2 separate regions of the Bombyx mori genome follow, and region 2 is linked to region 1. Evidence: chromatin contacts called from public Hi-C data. All regions are on one chromosome and are shown on one strand. The core of a region is the stretch at or near the end of the contact, and the rest is flanking DNA. Distances in the headings are between cores, read along the strand shown. Region 1 holds the start of LOC101746597 (serine proteinase stubble). Region 2 overlaps LOC101746597 (serine proteinase stubble).

Region 1 (6,216 bases), core at 2,605-5,104:
GCTTCAAATTCTCTCTCTTAAATTTATTAGATATTTAAAAAATATATTGGAATTGACGCCACTATTATAAAAATTAAATAAATTATAAAAAATAGTTTTGCGGTTAATTTTCGATATAAAAATAAGTGTCGGATTGTGAGATACTTAAAGAACTTTTCTTTTCTTAATGTTTAATTTATTAATGATGATAAGAGAGATGTTCCTAAGGTATTTTTATTCAATGTATGCTTTTGAATCTCGGTCAGGTTAAAACCACAATTCACACAATGTTTTTCAGTCGTAGTATGAAACGTTATTGATCGGTATCCATAATCGAATGTAGCTGTGATCCTTAACACGATTCACAAAAAATGGGTGGACGAGCTCACAGCCCACCTGGTGTTAAGTGGTTACTGGAGCCCATAGACATCTCAAACGTAAATGCGCCAACCACCTTGAGATATGAGTCCTAAGGTCTCAGTATAGTTACAGCGGCTGCCCCGTCCTTCAAACCGAAACGCATTACTGCTTCACGGCTGAAACAGCCAGGGTGGTGGTACTACCCGTGCGGACTCACAAGAGGTCCTACCACGGGTAATTACGTTAATTATATTTTTGCGGGTTTGATTTTTATTATACGATGTTATTTATTTTCCTTCACCGTGGAAGTCAATCGTGAAAATTTGTTAAGTACGCATTTCATTAGAAAAAAATTTGTATCCGCCTGCGGGATTCGAACATTTGCATCGTCACATACGAATGCACCGGACGTCTTATCCTTCAGGCCACTATGACTTCAATTAAATTAATGAAATTAAAAAATCAGAAAAGGTCAATTAAAATAATCTTCAATTAAAGCTACGTTTCATGTTTTATCTTGCGGTCTTATTTATTTTATTTTTATTTATACTTATTGTACACAAAAAGAAAATACAATAAAAACAGATTTAAAGAATGTCTAAATACTATGTACAAAGGCGAGCTTAACTCATTCATGAGTTTTCTTTCAGCAAACCATTAGCAGAGAGAAATACGATGTATAAGAGGGGAATAGTGTACAATATAAAAGGTATTACAGCATGACAACTAAATTAAGCTTTGAAAAAAAAAAAATTAGAAATACATATAAATAAACATACATAAAACAATAACTTAAATACAATTAAAGTGACAGGAAATGTTTCTTAATTTGACTCTTAAAAACTTCTAGAGAGGAACTAGCACGAATAGGTTGAGGGAGAGAATTCCATAATCGCACTGCTTGTATTGTGAAAGAGCCACTATAGCGACTAGAGCTGTGTATGGGAGTTTTTAAAAGAAGAGAAGTGGCTTGTCGAGTATTGTCGACTAACTTTGCCGCCAGGAATCAGATATTCAAAGCGTTCACGGAGATAGATAGATCTTAATAGATAATCGGATAGTTTATAGCGTCACGGATGACTGCCATATTACAGTCGCGGATGACTCTGTCATATTACAGTCATCCGTGATTATATAACATATTATTATACATATGGAATTGTTTAATTTTGTTTTTGATATTGTATGAGGAGTGCAGTACAGTGCAAATATAATGTAATGCAGTGTAGTGACAGGTGAGCTCACGGGTTCAAGAGAGTTTGCTAACAATGGTCCAAGTAAGACCTGTGCTTTACAAAATAAGCTATCGGACCGGAATCGCAACCCACTGAGAAGATCAGAATCTGGCGAGAAACTCAGTGGACTAATAGGTCTTGAAATTATCTCCAAACCTCTTCGTATTTCAAACTAGGCTTCAAAATAAGTCCAAAATAAGGCCTGTGATCTTGCTGTGGTCCTGATGTTGTTGATGTCCACGAGCTACGCTACAATTAGACATGCTTTTCTTGACTTACTTTGTATTAATTTAAGGGAATATTTGAACTTGATTTTCATCTACTATAAAGCGCCGGATTGAACCGAAACTTCGGATACTCATCAAGTACCGATCGAAAAACAACAATTCAATAAAATTGTCCGATTATCCTGATCAGGATTTTTAGGATTGCCGATTTACCCACAGCTAAAACGCGGTATTATTATGAGCCAGTAAGACGCGAATACGCTACTAGTGCATTCCTTGGATATAGGATAAGGATAGCTCTTCTATCTATAAGGGTCTCTCGTCCTTGGATAGCTCTGCATACAGTCTCTCACGCTCCTTCTCCGGAAACAATTCAAAGAACCTTTCATCGAATAGAAGCACTTGATTACTCAATTTCTTTTATTTATTTATTTATGTACACACAAAAAAGAAGACATAGTACAGAGTAATAGGAAAAATATGTACAAAGGCGCCGCTTATTTCTTTAAGAAATCTCTTCCAGCACACCTGCGAGAGGATTATGAGAATAATAATTAAAAGTGATGAGTGTGTGTAGAACAGCTAAAATAACAAATACAACATGAGAATTATAGTAATGCACATACACATAGCAAATATTGTTAAACTTTTTTTACTGGTGGTAGGACCTCTTGTGAGTCCGCACGGGTAGGCACCACCGCCCCGCTTATTTCTGCCGTGAAGCAGTAATGCGTTTCGGTTTGAAGGGTGGGGCAGCCGTTGTAACTATACTGAGACCTTAGAACTTATATCTCAAGGTGTGTGGCGCATTTACGTAGTAGTTGTCTATGGGCTCCAGTGACCACTTAACACCAGGTGGGATGTGAGCTCGTCCACACGTCTAAGCAATAAAAAATAAAATAAAAAACTTGAATACAAAATATTATAAGTAACACAGTAGCGGTAGGCAGCGGCTTGGCTCTGCCCCTGGCATTGCTGAAGTCCATGGGCGACGGTAACCACTCACCATCAGGTGGGCCATATGCTCGTCTGCCTACAAGGGCAATAAAAAAAAATTATATACGAAGAGTATAGAACAATGATCATTCGGTTCTTTTATTTATTTATCGCTAAGATGGATGGACGAGCTCATGAATAAATCCATTCTTTTAAAGACTATGTACTTTTACCAAAACTGTCAATAAAATACATATATATATAATAATGACATCCAGCATCCTATGTATTTTACGATAGTATGTTTTTTATTATCATTACTCATTTTTTTTTTACTTGTTTAAAGTAATTTTTTACTATTTAGTTCAGCTACAAAAGCTTACTGTACTTACTGTATAGAGGTACAACGAGCTTACTGTCTAACTGGTGTTAAGCAATTATCGGAGCTGATTTTTATATTTTATTGCTTAGATGGGACGAGCTCACAACCCACCTGGTGTTAAGTAGTTACCGGAGCCCATAGGCATCTACAACGTAAATGCCGCCACCCATCTTGAGATATGAGTTCTAAGGTCTCAGTATAGTAACAAAGGCTGCCCACCCTTCAAACCCACAAGATAGACATCACTAAGTGTATGTGGCCACCCACTTTGAGACATGTGGTCGAATTGTATTGCGTAAAAGCCATCCCACTCTTCAGAGCGGAACGTATGAAATAAATACGCACTACCGTGTACTAATTCCCCATTATTAATTAGCTATTATAATAGGCTCAACTGTGATAAACTGTTTTGTAAATCATATTTGTGTTGTGACCTACTTCTCGGATTTAAGTGAGGATCGCATAGCTCTAGACCCTCACGTCATTTCTACGAAAAACAAAATTGAGTCACAGATAAGCGTAGTCAAATGTTTTTTTTATTTATTTTCGAGCTACAAAAAACGTGCCCCGTACACACAGATAAGCAATAAAAAAAAACAAAAAAAAAACACCGATAAGCTCCTTTCTGCGTGGCCAGGAAAGAGCCGACCGGAATAAGTGCATCCAAGCGAAAAGTAACTGTTGAGAAAGTAATTTACATTGCTTGACTTGCTGGGCGCATTAAGTCGCCGCGTTCAGTCCGACCGCACTGTTCTAGCGGTCAAGGCTCTGCACGCGCACGCCTGTGCCGATACCGTGAACTTATAGAAAAATAAAACGAAAAAAAAAAGCGCGCGCTCGCGTTCTGTCAAAATCAAAAGTATTTAGTATTTTTTCTTTTGGAATCGAATTAGTTTGTAAGTTCGATGAGTTGTTAATTAGTTTTTTTTTAGTACGAATAACTGTTAAATCCTCAGTGCCGGTGGATAATGAGTTCACTGTGATTGTGAGAGCACTCGTCTTGGTGTCCGTTAAGCAGGTGATTTTTTTAATTGATTCTAATGCACCGTTTTTGTTCGACCTTTTTTTAGAAATAGAAATGTCTTGTCATCTTTTTTTTTGTTACTAGTGTGTATTATGTGTCTGAATTTTGTGTCGTTAGATGTGTGGTATTTTAACTGATGCAGTATCTGACAAATTATTCTGATAATAGAGTTATTATAGACAGATAGATAGTTGAAATTTAGCGATTTGTTTCGACGGTTTTATTGAGAGAAACCTGTTATTTTTTCACTTATCAGTTCTCAACCGAGACAGGAATAACGGCCCTGCAATCATAGGTTGTTGCTCTTCCTAGCGCGCCCGACCGCACGAGAGAAATAAACCACGCTTTAATAAAACGGTAGCCTGTTTCGTTATCCCGCCCCTACACGTCCTGTGTTATACTTTTAAAACAAACATTCTTTGCAAAGACATTAATAAAATACAGCCAAGTAAAAGTAAAAAAAAAAAAAAAATCGAATAACATTTTTTTTTTTCTTGAAGACCTTTTTCGTAATACGGTCGTCTTGTTTGATGAAGTTTCAATGTGATTATTCTACGGTCTTGTTCCGTTGTTAGTGAATGTAGGTCAGTGAAATGATCGGAATACGGTCCCGTACGGAATCCGAACTAACGCTGGCGGGCAGCCGTTGACCGATTTTTTTTTTTCATAACAAAAACCGGATTCATGATTTGATCAATATTCATATTATAAAACACGCTTCTTATTTGGAATTTTACGGGTGACACTCTGTTCTGTTAAAACATAAATTAGTTTATTTATCAGATGCTTTAAAGTATGCGAGACGAACTGTCGATAATTTATTGTACATATTTCTAAAAAAATTAAGATAAATATTTTCGAAATAAAACACTTAAGGTTTTACGAGCGATCCTATTACCGACGCTAGGCAAGAGTTATCCAGCGAATATCTTATCTATCTATATATATATATATATCTATATATATAAAAATGAATTGCTGTTCGTTAGTCTCGCTAAAACTCGAGAACGGCTGGACCGATTTGTCTAATTTTGGTCTTGAATTATTTGCGGAGGTCGAGAGAAGGTTTAAAAGGTAAATAAGTATGAAAATGCTCGGAATTAAATAAAAATAACAATTTTGTTTTTCCTTTGATGTGTCCCCCGTCGGAGGGATTCCTTTTGTTTGTTTTAAGTTTATTTTATACAAAAGTTTAGGTCTTTTATTTGTCGATTGAGGCACTACGAAGTCTGCCGGATCAGCTAATTTGAAATAAATGATTAAACTTTAAATCGTTAACGGTATTGCCAGCCTTGTCAGCTCTGTCTGAAAAATATTCACGAATATATTTTACGACACAATAACTTACTTTTTTTTCTTCACTACGTGACTCAGAATCTGTTAAAAATAAGATCTCTTGCATGACAAAATGAACAATACTAATCAGTCAGTCTATGTATTAACTCCAATATAAATTTAAAATTAAGCTATTTATTTTAAAATTAATTAATAATATAAGACAATAAAATGAAGATAATCGATTTATATGTACCCTAATGAACTTGGAAAATAATTTAAAATTACTTTTCTCATTACGAAATTACGATCGTTATGCGGTTAATTGAATTTGGTTTTTTTTTCTTTATTACCCACGGCTCAGGGATATTCGATTACGCAGCCTCGTTTTATAAGGTTTTATGGCAAAATATATCGGGGACAGAGATAAGTCGACTTGCAAGTCGTGAAAGTTCAGTGACATTGTAAAAGCAGAGCAGAGAGCTTTTATACATTTTTTTAATGGAAAAATTTGCATCGGACCCATTTAATTCGTAAATAACCATTGATTTTAACGTAAGTTTTGCTTGCATTGAGGTATGTAATTATTTTCAAATGATTAAAACAATTTACAGTCTAGAATATAGGCTGTTGTTAAATTAGGTGATAAAGTTAAGACGCTAGAAGTGATACATTTGCATACAGACACTGCCATCACCTTCTAATTAAAGTACGCATTGAGATGGAACTGTTTTCTATATTCATTTTGGTACTGACGCAAAACTTTGGTATCGAAGTACATAGCGCCGAGTTATTGTA
Region 2 (6,216 bases), core at 1,916-4,415, 52 kb after region 1:
TTTTGTGGGTATTTGAAAAAAATCGAAACGAGGGTAGTTGAATATCAGTGCTGTTGGCATTTATTAGGGACAGCGGTATCAGCGTTATATCCGTTTAGCTTTTTATCCCATTTATTTTTATATATTTAAACATATATTTTTAATTTAAAATCGATTAATTTCATTATATTTATATGCCTGTCTGCACCTAACAGAACAGTTGCGTTTTTAGCCAGTCAAAAACGTGATTCCGTTTGGCCAATATAAAACTTTTATTACAAAATTTCCAGAAACATGGTCACCTATAACGCCACCCGCAGGTTGGGTTCTACTATCGACCGTTCCACCGAAACCGGATACTTCGTCAACCACAACCACAACGACAAACCAACCAATCATCCAGGAAACAACCGAGGTCCCGGAGACAACTTTCGTAACCGAAACAACAGTTAAACACACTACAACGATAAAATCGACGACAACTGAGCCAACAACAGTGTCCAATGAACTAATAACTTCTACGACAACGCCGAAACCGGTTACAACCGAAAAAGTAGTAACTACGACACCAGAAATTTTAACTACTCAGATACCGCTGACAACAACAACAAAATTTGTAACTACTGAGAAACCGCTGACAACACCAGCACCAACGACGACTACAACCGAACAACCAAAGACCACCCGAAAACCAACAACCACCACCAAAAAACCAGATACCACAACTCAAACCACAACAACCACTACAACTCAAATTACAACCACTACAACGCCAACAACAACACATAAACCGGCTACAGCCCAACCACCAACAACATCAACGGAAAAACCGATTACTACAACAGAGAAGCCGGTAAATTCAACCGGGAAACCAGTTACTTCGTCCGAAGCACCGTTAACCGAGGTTCCAACAGAATACCAAACGATTTCAACCTCTGATGCCCCGGTCTTAGAGTTCACAGTCAATGTAACTCTTACTCCAAGTCCATCCTCCACCGAAGCTATTGGTTTGACCACGCTCAACGCAGTTTCCAGCGAAGCTACGACTGAAAAAGCAAGTAATGCCACTACTGAAGCTGGTAAGTTTGATAAAATTCAATATTTAGTTAATCTAATATATTCCTTATCAGCATCGAGACGCGAAGGCGTCGATCCACCACTTTTAGTGTCCATTTCACAGCGCCAGAAAAACACAGGAGACTGGAGCATAAATTAGTTTGATTTTAATTCAGTATATCCAGCATCGGATCACATTTTGATTGTCGACATGTTTTAAACGTATCCTCGTCTACTTTGGTCTACTACTACAGTTACTATTCTAATACTACTACTACTGCTACTACCCTAATAGGAAATGTTTAAAACAGGTCACAGATCGCTGGCCACACCGGTCTCATCTGAGTTGCGTGTCAAGGATAGGGAATGATAAGACATCATTATGGAAGTTGTTGCCCCTATAAACGGCTTGAGTACGAAGAATTCATCCATAATCTTCTTGGATATGAAGAATAGCTTTTAGATTTTTTACTGATGGTAGGACGTCTTGTGAGTCCGCGCGGGTAGGTACCACCACCCTGCCTATTTCTGCCGTGAAGCAGTAATGCGTTTCGGTTTGAAGGGTGGGGCAGCCGCTGTAACTATATTTGAGACCTTAGAACTTATATCTTAAGGTGTGTGGCGCATTTACGTTATAGATGTCTTTGGGCTCCAGTAACCACTTAATACCAGGTGGGCTGTGAGCTCGTCCACACATCTAAGCAAAAAAAAAAAAAAAAAGATTTTAGAAGTTGTGTGAATATTGTCGTTAATGATAAAATAGTAAACAAAACGGAATACAGCGATTAATTCAAGCTTTGTGTTAGGTCAAAAGTATTTTTTCATAAGTCACAAATCTATTGTTGAATTTTCTGGGTCCTTAGACACATAGTTTCTCCTAGCCTGGCCTAAAGTGGTTATTGGCTTATGGAAATTAAGACTAACTCTCCCGACACAAAAAAACATAGTGACGTCACACGCCGCCATTAACGACGTGCGAGAGAGATAGCAAGATAGTTTCTTAACACCACCGCTTTACTGCTTCGAAGTCGATTGCGCTGTGACCTTCTATCTCCGACCCAATGCTTGAGTTTGAGGCCTATTTGGACACGGATAGCAGCTCTATGATTAGAAAAAAGTCGCACCCGATGGCTACGGGAGACCATGAATGAGTCAATTGCTGAACCAAAGTTCTCATGGCCCACAGCGCAACTATTTAGAACAATACAAACAATAGTGTTGTGACAGTGCAATTTACATTCAGTAACGAAACATTCCACTATGTGTACAATCGTTTTAATTGTTACAATAGTATTGGAGAGCACAACGCAGACCGCAGACGTTGAGACAACAACCGAATTCATAAATATGTCGGATTACAAAAACGGTGAGTTAAAATTTTTATTATATATATATTTTTTTATGGCAATTCGAAATTTCGACCAATACTTTTTAAGCACTATTAGAATGCAAATTTAAAACTACATTTAAGTTTGTTTGTGTGCATGATTCCCGTCTTGCAACATATTTTGGTGGATTTTTATTAGAAATTGATGACAAATCGCAGTCCTGCCTACGTATTTACGGCGCAGACAAAAAAAAATTAATATTGCGACCTCATGTCTCAAGGTGACGGCTTCCACGTCAACTATAGGCTCCAGGGACCCCTTAACAGCATGTGGGTCGTGAGCTCATTTTGCTTACTTATTTCCTTATTCAATTTTCTGAAAAAAATTACCGAATTAATCATAACTTTTTTTTTGTTTTTTTTTTTTAATTAATGCACTTTTTGAAGCAAAGGCTATTGCCGGGTACAGCCCGCGTCACTAGTGACCATTGAACTTTTGATTTTGTTACATTACGTGTAGTCCAGTATACAGTAATAAAAGTATATAAATTATACCAAAATCGCCAGTAGGTACTACTGCGTGCCTTCGTTTTAGGAAACGCTTTCCTGACAGCCCTCAAACTATTATCACTTAATTGGCTTTACTATTTAAACTGTAAGACCAACAACCTAAAGGCACACTTTCGTATAATGAATTTCAAAAAAAGCTTGAATCCGCAAAACGTGGCAAGGTTAAAGACCCAACAAATGTATCCACAGAGTAAACAACAATAAAAAAAATAAAACTTACAGCTCGGAATTCAAACAAAGAGTTGTCAGTGGCGATGTAGGCGCGCCACGGCCAAGGCGAGAGGCAAGGACGCGTTCGTATTTAAAAAAAAAAACAAAGATAAGAAGAACCGTTTAAAGCGTTCGATTCTCTTTTTAAACGAAAATAAAACGTTCGAAATTTTAAAATTCGAAAATGTGATATTCGCGTATAACGTTTTTCATTAATCCGATGTCCGATCGCGTATCAAAAGTGTTGCAATTTCAAAAGGACCAAAGTGCGTAAATTTGTGTGAATCAGATATTAATGAGTGTGTGTGTGTGTGTGTATTTGTGTCAAAAACACAAAAACAATATAAAGTTATTCAGGACGTATTGCTCACCACGTCTTTAAGGAAATTATATTTGACCCGATCGTTTTGTTTATGCAAGTGTCGATGAATTGCTACGAATTAATCTCGGAAATACACATTCGCAATTCCGACGCCGTTAGATTTGGTTCTTTGAAATATTATCCGAAATTACGATCGTGATATTACCGAAACTCGTTTCGATGTAGTACCCAAAAAGTGTTACAAAAAATTCGTGTGTCTCGCAAAAGTGCACCGAGCTTTTTGCGCATTAAAACTTTGCTCGACTTTTCGACGTTCTAGTCGATCGTTCGAGATAAAATTTCATTAAGACGAAGATACGGTTTCGTTTTTATAAATCACTTTAAAGTATTTAAAAAAAAAAAAACCTTCAAATCTACAACGTTCCTAATTCAAACAAACCAATAACCACAGTTCCTATTTTGAAAATTTAAAAATAATGTTCTGAAAATCGTTAAGTCGGCGGCGGATTTCGAATTTCGAAATGATAATAAACTCTACGTTATTGGTGCTGGCAGTATGCGGTAGGAGGCTGTGGCAGGCGCCGCAGAGCCGGATCGTGGGGGGAGACAAGTCCACCTTCGGGATGTGGCCCTGGCAGATATCCTTGCGGCAGTACAGGACCTCAACGTATCTGCACAAGTGCGGGGCGGCTTTGCTCAACGAAAATTGGGCGATCACGGCAGCTCATTGCGTCGAACAGTAAGTTCAAACTTTATACTATCACCAGCTGTACCCGTCCGCTTCGCTGGTCATTTAAAATTAACATTATTATTTCTCACCCCCACAAAGATTCTCATCATTAACGCCCCCGCAACTGGTGTAGGGAGTCCAATACTCATATAAATAGTAGCTTATCCATTAGGCACATGTATTTTCTACATGGATACCAAGTTTCAAGTCAATCGGATGCATGGTTCAGTAGTTGTAACGGAACATCCGTAAAGACCACTGTAGATTTATATATTAGTATAGATTATGATGAACACTAAATTAAAAAAAGATGCATATCCATGTTAATCCCTTAATCCAGCGGGAATTTTGAAGATCAAGAATAAACAAAGATACAATATTAATTAATATATAATTCATTTATCGAAACACATCGAGTCGATCGCTTGAAATCGATTCCCGGTCTCTTTATCGATTAACCATTTAAATATACTAGTGGTCTCTCACTAGTCGAAATTAGACAATAATTAATTTTAATTATAAATTTGAACATTAATATGGTTCTATTCTATAATCATTGTTCAATAATCACAGATGTCGCCAAATTTAGACAAATAATATTAAAGACAAACAATATTAATCTATTCTCAAGACTAACAATAAACAAAAGAGTATAATAATATATGCGTGTGTGTCAAATCTATTACATGGTAGTGGCGTAATGTTTTTTTTTTAATTGATTTAATGTATTTTTTATGCATAATTTTAAATAGATATTAGCATTCTGCACTCCTTCTCTATAAGTGTGGGAATTTTCATACTCCTCCGTCCGCGCAATTTTCGTAAAAAGGGATACAAAGTTTTTGTTTCACGTATTAATGTATAGATCAACAAAGTGATCAACAAAGCTGGCGGGAGGAGCACCATTGTGGCAGTTTAAATTTAATTCCTGCGACTGTCGTAAAAAAAAAAAAGGTTTTAGCTATTTTCGTTCTAAAAGACCGACAAAGCGCTGTCTTCATGTCAATGACATTTTGACGTTCCCAACATACCAGTGTTACAAGAAAAAACATCTTGGCCCCGTCATGACTTACGCGAGTGTGGTGTTCGCTCACGCGGCCCGCACACACATAGACACCCTCCAATCCCTACAATCCCGCTTTTGCAGGTTAGCCGTCGGGGCTCCGTGGTTCGTGAGGAACGTCGACCTACACGACGACCTGGGCCTCGAATCGATCCGCAAACACATGAAGTCAGTGTCGGAACGTTACTTCGATAAGGCTATGCGTCATGATAATCGCCTTATCGTTGCTGCCGCTGACTACTCCCCGAATCCTGATCACGCAGGAGCAAGTCACCGTCGTCGCCCTAGACACGTCCTTACGGATCCATCAGATCCAATAACTCTTGCATTAGATACCTTCAGCTCTAACACTAGGAGCAGGCTGAGGAACCCCGGTAACCGTACGCGTCGAACTCGACAAAGAGGTCGACGTGCAGCCTAACCCATGCATCAGCCCGCTGAGTATCTCGCCGGATCTTCTCAGTGGGTCGCGATTCCGATCCGGTAGTAGATTCATTCGCGAAGCAACTGCTCTTGAGTTGTTAGGTCTCCTTCGGAGGCGCTCGGGCAGTTGTTAGCAAATCCCACCCCTCCTGGCTGAGCATTTGCTCGCCCACCTGTCCTGGTGAAGCTGGAAAGGCCTCCGGGCCACCAGTAATCCTTCAATCATAAAATAAAATAAAAAAAACATCAACACAATTTTTAAGGGAACATTAGCATTGTTGATTATTATATCGAGATGTGAAATGCTATTTGGTTTAAGCGACAATTTGTTTAATATGCTACATTTATATTTGTAATTAAAGGTGCCTTTCATTTGGTATTAACATAAACAGTTCGATGTTTTTAATTGAAATTCAATTAAGTTTACCCCATTTCAATAGCTGAAGAAGTTTTTTTGTCATAATATCTTTTTCAAATTTTAAACGTTATACAGTTCTCGTGTAAAGTTACAAAAGTGTCCCTTAAACCAAATACCT

Evidence for each region. Hi-C and Micro-C count contacts between places; a contact is called where the count stands out from the background.
Region 2: a contact with region 1 is called in a Hi-C map of whole pupa, with 6 times the contacts expected there. The contact joins the enhancer-like site here to the promoter of LOC101746597 in region 1. A contact is called at or near these places in 3 of 7 Hi-C or Micro-C datasets (posterior silk gland and whole pupa).

The regions. Positions count from the first base shown.
Region 1 is chr2:4,025,119-4,031,334 of ASM3026992v2, forward strand. It overlaps LOC101746597 (serine proteinase stubble), which reads left to right and starts at 3,855. Exons shown (of 10, transcript XM_012696418.4): 1 at 3,855-4,137.
Region 2 is chr2:4,077,531-4,083,746 of ASM3026992v2, forward strand. It overlaps LOC101746597 (serine proteinase stubble), which reads left to right. Exons shown (of 10, transcript XM_012696418.4): 4 at 270-1,058; 5 at 2,327-2,401; 6 at 4,020-4,203. Among protein-coding and RNA genes, the nearest start is that of LOC119629982, 14 kb to the right of the region's middle. Within about 2 kb of position 3,166, at least 4 of the 8 cell types and tissues checked have open chromatin away from gene starts, as enhancers often do.